Linked DNA regions of Sus scrofa: region 1 is linked to region 2. A link is a contact called in public Hi-C data. All regions are on one chromosome and are shown on one strand. The core of a region is the stretch at or near the end of the contact, and the rest is flanking DNA. Distances in the headings are between cores, read along the strand shown.

Region 1 (2,975 bases), core at 99-2,598, 72 kb after region 2:
CTTGCTCAGTGGGTTAAGGATCTGGTCATAAGGCCACCTGTGGTGTAGGTCACAGACGCTGCTCGGATCCCTGCGTTGCTGTGGCTGTGGCGTAGGTCGGCAGCTACAGCTGGGATTCGACCCCCAGTCTGGGAATCTCCATATGCCACGGGTGCGGTCCTAAAAAGAGGGAAAAAAAAAAAAAAAATACGTCAACTGCCAGGAAATGGATTATTTGCTTGTCTGTTTTCCCCAGAATAGGGCCAGCACCGCGACCTCACATCCCTCACACAGAAACTATTCAAGGATCATTCATCTGTTGAATACATGAACTAATTAATGAATGCTTTATTCCCCTAAAGTTCCTTACACTTCTTTCTCACCATATTAGCATCTGGTTCTTCATCAAAGGTAAAAACTTAAAAGGTAGAAAGAAAATTGCTTCGGGTCAAGAATTTGTCCCTCAAAGCCACAGCGGGGCCGGAAGCGTGACAGTGCAAGCGGAACGCCCTTCCACGCCCTCGCTGAGTGGGTGCGGCTCTCCCGGGGCCCCCAGCTCGCGCCCAGCCCCAGTTCGCGCCAGGTCCTCCCGGGGCAGCAGGCCGGGCCGCCGCGCCCTTGTCGTCCACAGTGGCCCCGAGGCCCCGGGACGGGGGCGGGGAAGTCGCCCGGGAGGCCCTCCCGCTTGTCGGAGCCCCGCCCTCTCGATCCCCGACCTGCGCCCCAAGCCCAGGCTCCAAGCCCGCCCAGCCCAGGGGCGGAGGAGCGTCCGGGGCGCGCCCGGCTGGGTCTGGGGCCAGGCCGAGGGCGCCCCCGGCGCCGCGCGCGCTCCCTGTCAGCACTCACCGTCTGCGCCGGGCGTCCGGGGCGCGCCGCGGGCCAGGCAGAGCAGCAGCAGCAGCAGCAGGAGCGACAGCAGGCGGCCAGGCGGGAAGCCCGCGCCCCGGGGCCCCCGGGCCATACCACCGCCACTTCCCACCCCGCGCGCCCGCGACTCCTCCTGCGGCCCGGAGGCGCCGAGATAAGGCGGCGGGCGCCCCGGGGAGGGGGACGGGCGGGCCGCTTCCGGCGCCGCGTGGGGGAGCGGAGGGCGCCGCGGGGTCCCGGGGGTGGGGGTGGGGGTGGGGGGCGGCGACTGCGAGTGCGGCCTTCCTACCCCCACCAAGGCTGCGCGCCGGGGGAACGCTCGTTCGGCTCCCTCACTCCTACACCCGGCGGCAGTGCACCTGCTGCGCGTCTGGCGCGCTGGGGGCCCGGGGACACCCGGCAGGTCCAGCCTAATGACACAGCTGAATATAGAGTCCCGGACTGTGCTAGGAGGAGATGTCCCGAACTCTAAGCGTGCGGAACGATCGAGGGATCCCAGCCGGTCGGGGGCTCAGGGAGGTACCCCCTGGGGGGCAAACGAAGAGAGGTGAGGGGCAGAAAGAGGAGGAATTTTCCAGGAGCTGATAGAGAACTAAGGTGAAGTGTCTGGAGCTACAAGAGCAAAGTGAGAGGGCGAGAAGCTGCCGGTCCAGGCCACCCAGGGGCGACAGGCACGACCAAGCGACAAGACTGTCAGAGGCGACAGAGCTGGCAGGAGTTCCTGCTGCTCAGAGGCCACTGAGCTTGGGGACTCAGGGAGGCCTTAGGAACAAGTAAGCGAAGACCTGAGGGTGAGAAGAGCAGGAGAGGAATCTAAGCGGTGAAAGGCGATTCTAGAAATGGGGAGCAGGACCTCCTCAAAGTGCGAAGGACCCTTGGAGAGAGGCAGTGAGCTGTGGAAATAAAGACCTCATGTACCAAGTAAAGGAGGTTGCGGAGAAGCTGTCACGGGGCTTTAAGCAGAGTGACCTCATCAGAAAAGGCTCCCAGGGTCCACTGTGTGGGATCGGGTTTGGGTTGGGGAGGCAGGGGGTCGGCCTGGAGCTGCTGCAGAGATCCAGGCAAGGGAGCACTTGTCTGGGAGCAGGGCACTGGCCATGAGTGGGAAGAGAAGTGACAAATGAGAGTGGTACTGGGTGGACTCCACTGGCTTTTATGACCAGTAGAATGTGGTAGACAAGGAAGGAGAAATTACAGATGTCACCTAAACGTTTGATTTGGGCAACTGGGTTGATGGTGAAATAGTCACTGAAATAGAAACACAAAGGGGGTAGGGAGAGGCTGCAAGGGGAAGAAAAATAAGTTCCAGGTTGAAGGCTTTCAGCTTGGGATGTCTTGGGGATCCCTCAAAACAGGGCCCCCCACTGCTTCACTCCCATCCTCACTTGCTTTCTCTCTGTGCCACCCACCCCCCTGCTCTAACCCTAACCACCCATGAACACACCCATATAAGGGCTAAACTTGTTGTGCAGCCTTAAAAAGAAGTAGTTAAAAATAAAATTCCTAAGCCCTTTTGCAGCAGGTTTCTTGCTAATTGTTTTTTGCTCAGCAAAGATAGGAGCCTGCTTAGGGGAGCAGGAGATAGACAGTTCCAGGACTGCAGCCTGTCTCCTAGTATTTAGACAGTTTTTGGTTAACCTTCATGAACTTTGAAATAATGTAATTGTTTCAACAAAAATACATTCATTTAAGACATTGTTAGGGTTCTCTTGTGGCGCAGTGGGTTAAGGATCCACCTTGGTCACTGCTCACTGCTCTGGAAAGAGTTTGATCCCTAACCCAGGAACTTCCACATGCACTGGGCACAGTCCAAAAAAAAAAAAAAAAAAAAGACATTTTTAAGCCCACCTATATACCTCTCCTTCTCTGCCTTGCCTCCCTGCAGAATCAATTAATTGATTAAAATAAGTATATAAATATGTACATGTACATATATTATTTGTTTTTATTGTTATTTCCCCAATACAATTTTTTTTCTATGGTACAGCATGGCAACTCAGTTACATATACATGTACACATTCTATTTTCGTACATTACCATGCTCCATGCCGTGGTTTGGGTCAATGCTGAGGCGCAGGTTCGATTCCTGGCCTGGGAACTTCAGCCATAGATAGATAGATAAATAAAT
Region 2 (2,919 bases), core at 216-2,715:
CAGCTCACATTGTCATCGTCATTATTATGTGCCAGGAGCTGTTTTAAACATTTTACTTGCCTTATGTCATGTAACGGATCACTCAGAAGGTGACAGAGGCCCAGGTGCAAGGAGAACATATTAACCCATCGTATTTTTTTTTTCAAATTGAGATGAAATTCTCACGACATAAAATGAACCACTTTATGTCAGCTATAAAACCTTATGGCATGCCTAGATAACTGTTTCTAAAATCCCCCAATATGTCTTTAATTAGTATATGTAATTAAAACAGTGACTGAAATGAAACTGGCTTATGCGACCACGTCAGTATTATTTTAAAAGAAAGGTCCTGTAAAATAAATATTACTTATTTCGCTTAGCTAAAAAAGTTAACCACTCAAAGTATACAATTCAGTGATTTTTAGTACATTCACAATGTTGTACACCTATCACATAATTTCTGCTTTTCGGAGTTCCCGTTGTGGTTAATGAATCCAACTAGGAATCATGAGGTTGCAGGTTCGATCCCTGGCCTCGCTCAGTGGGTTAGGGATCTGGCGTTGCCATGAGCTGTGGTGTAGGTTGCAGATGCGGCTCGGATCCCGTGTTGCTGTGGTTGTGGTGTAGGCTGGCGGCTACAATTCCGATTCGACCCCTAGTCTGGGAACCTCTGTGGCAGCGGCCCTAGAAAAGGCAAAAAAAGACAAAACAATAATAATAATAATTTCTGCTTTTCTCGGTTTTATATCTCTGGGACTCATGTTGAGAAATGGCAAAATGAAACTTGGAATTCAATGTTGGCGGTATCTCAGGAGTAACATCTATTACTAAACAAGATTCCTAGACTGTCACAGCCAGAACACACTCTCCATCTCAGGGAGGCCCCTCTGACACAGGCTTCACAGAGAAGACATTGAGGAGGAAAGAACCCGGGACATTAGCGCCTTCACACTTTAATCTACATGGGGAGGTGGGTGTTATTTTTAGACTTTAATTCCTCTGAGGATTTAATCATTGGAGGGAATACAGTCAAATCACGAGTAGCTGGAAGTGTCGTAGGGGGCTAGGTTTATGCAGACATGAGGTATTCATTGTGCAACCTCGGCTGATATAAGACACGATCTGATACAAGGCATAATCTGGTTGGAAAATAGAATGGAGTGGATTTGCAGCCTCTAGTGCTGCATGGCCTTCATTAGTGTCTATTATATTTCAGAGGCTTCCAAGTACAAAGACCAAAGTGCCCACTCTTGACCAATGAAGGTCACTGGTGAACAGGAGAAGGGCCTTGGGAAGGCAGAAGTAAGACTTATCCTATTCCACTGTTTTCCTTCAGAGGAGGCAGCCTCTCTGCCTGGTTGCCCATAAATTTGCCTGTCAAACCCAACTGATTAAAGAACAAAAGAAACTGGGGAGACGGCTGCATCCCTCCCCACTAGGGGGCGCTGTGGAGTTGACGCAGCCGCCTCTGAAGGCTTCCTCACCAACCAAAGGGGAAGAAGACTGACCCGCTTTTGGGCCACGTCACTGTTCTCTGTGTTAGGTGAATGTGCCCGACAAACCCACACAGGAGCCTCTCTGTCCTACCCTGCTCGATTCAGTGCAGCTCACATTTCTGATCTCCTGGAAGTTGTCTCCAGTTGTCGGTAATGACTACGCTTAGGGTTCAGCTGTCTTAAAATTTGGGGTGAGAGATAGGAAGCCGGACAGGATTCTCAACCCATCACTCCCAGGGAGTCCTGCAGAGAGCAGTCCTCTCCTGGTCTAGACCTTCTCTGAGCCAGAGCCCCTATGGGGAAAGGGGTAGGTGGTGAGATGCAGGCACCCTGCACCCCAGACAAAGTTGGTAGTTTGTTAGAACTAGAACCCAGGTCTCTTGACTCCAAGACCAGCCTCCTTGATGCTCCCTCACATTGTGCAGTTTAATACATACCCTTAACTCGTTGTTCTGAGATACAGAAAGACATCTACACCTACCTGCTGGTGCGGTGGTTGTCGTTATTTGCACTGAGTGCCGCTCGGGGGATCCCAGGAGGGTGACATTCACTGTGTAATCAGTTGCCGGATACAGATCTAAACACAGGACGGCAGCTCGTTCCCTCGTTGTGAAGTTAAATGATGTTGAGTGATAAAAATTATTCAGATACTGCCTTTGACCCAGAACTTTAAACTGTCATGAGATTAAAAGAAAGGGATGCCTTAAATTTCTCTGGTTTCCAAATGTATAGTCTATAAGCTCAAAGAAAGACAGCAAAAAGGTTGCTTCTACTTGTCCTCACCCACACAGAATTATTTTTAATACAATAGCAAGCTAAACTAGGGGAGGACTTGACAAAGCTATCCTACCCATCCGATCACCTCCCCCTCCACCAGCTACAAGACTAAACTTAAAACGTGTAACATCTCAGATGGACGAAATGTCAGGCTATTCTACATAATCCCTTGAGCCAACTCAAGTGAAGGAGACTGAACTGAGTTTCTGGGCAGAATTCTCTTAATTTCTTGTCTTTTTACTTTTTAATTTTAAAGGGTTTTTTGGTTGTTGTTGTTGTTTTTTGGCTGTGCCTGTGGCATACAAAAGTTTCCAGACCACAGACTAGGGTCAAACCTGCACCACAGCAGAGACAACGCCAGATCCTTAACCTGCCGCCAGGGAGTTCTCTTTTCATTTCCTTTTATTCATAAGCAATCCATAGACAAGCCTCATGGAACAGACTTTTTTTTTTTTTTTTTTTTTGTCTTTTGTCTTTTTTTGTTGTTGTTGTTGTTGTTGCTATTTCTTGGGCCGCTCCTGCAGCATATGGAGGTTCCCAGGCTAGGGGTTGAATCGGAGCCGTAGCCACCGGCCTACACCAGAGCCACAGCAACTCGGGATCCGAGCCGCGTCTGCAACCTACACCACAGCTCACGGCAATGCCGGATCGTTAACCCACTGAG

The links. A called contact is a pair of places that touch in the nucleus more often than the background predicts.
Region 1: a Hi-C map of alveolar macrophages shows a contact between it and region 2, with 2.0 times the contacts expected there. The contact joins the promoter of SUSD1 here to the enhancer-like site in region 2. A contact is called at or near these places in 2 of 5 promoter capture datasets (fetal liver and fetal skeletal muscle), 8 of 47 Hi-C or Micro-C datasets (alveolar macrophages, blood, embryonic fibroblasts and 3 more) and 2 of 2 datasets of contacts at active chromatin or transcription factors (alveolar macrophages and skeletal muscle).

What each region holds. Positions count from the first base shown.
Region 1 is chr1:252,955,165-252,958,139 of Sscrofa11.1, forward strand. It overlaps SUSD1 (sushi domain-containing protein 1), which reads right to left and starts at 1,349. Exons shown (of 16, transcript XR_002337296.1): 1 at 826-1,349.
Region 2 is chr1:252,882,991-252,885,909 of Sscrofa11.1, forward strand. SUSD1 (sushi domain-containing protein 1) reads right to left here. Exons shown (of 16, transcript XR_002337296.1): 10 at 1,960-2,152. Among named protein-coding and RNA genes, the nearest start is that of SUSD1, 72 kb to the right of the region's middle. Within about 2 kb of position 1,466, at least 22 of the 83 cell types and tissues checked have an H3K27ac peak or open chromatin away from gene starts, as enhancers often do. A contact at or near this core is called in alveolar macrophages, embryonic fibroblasts and fetal liver, where this site is marked.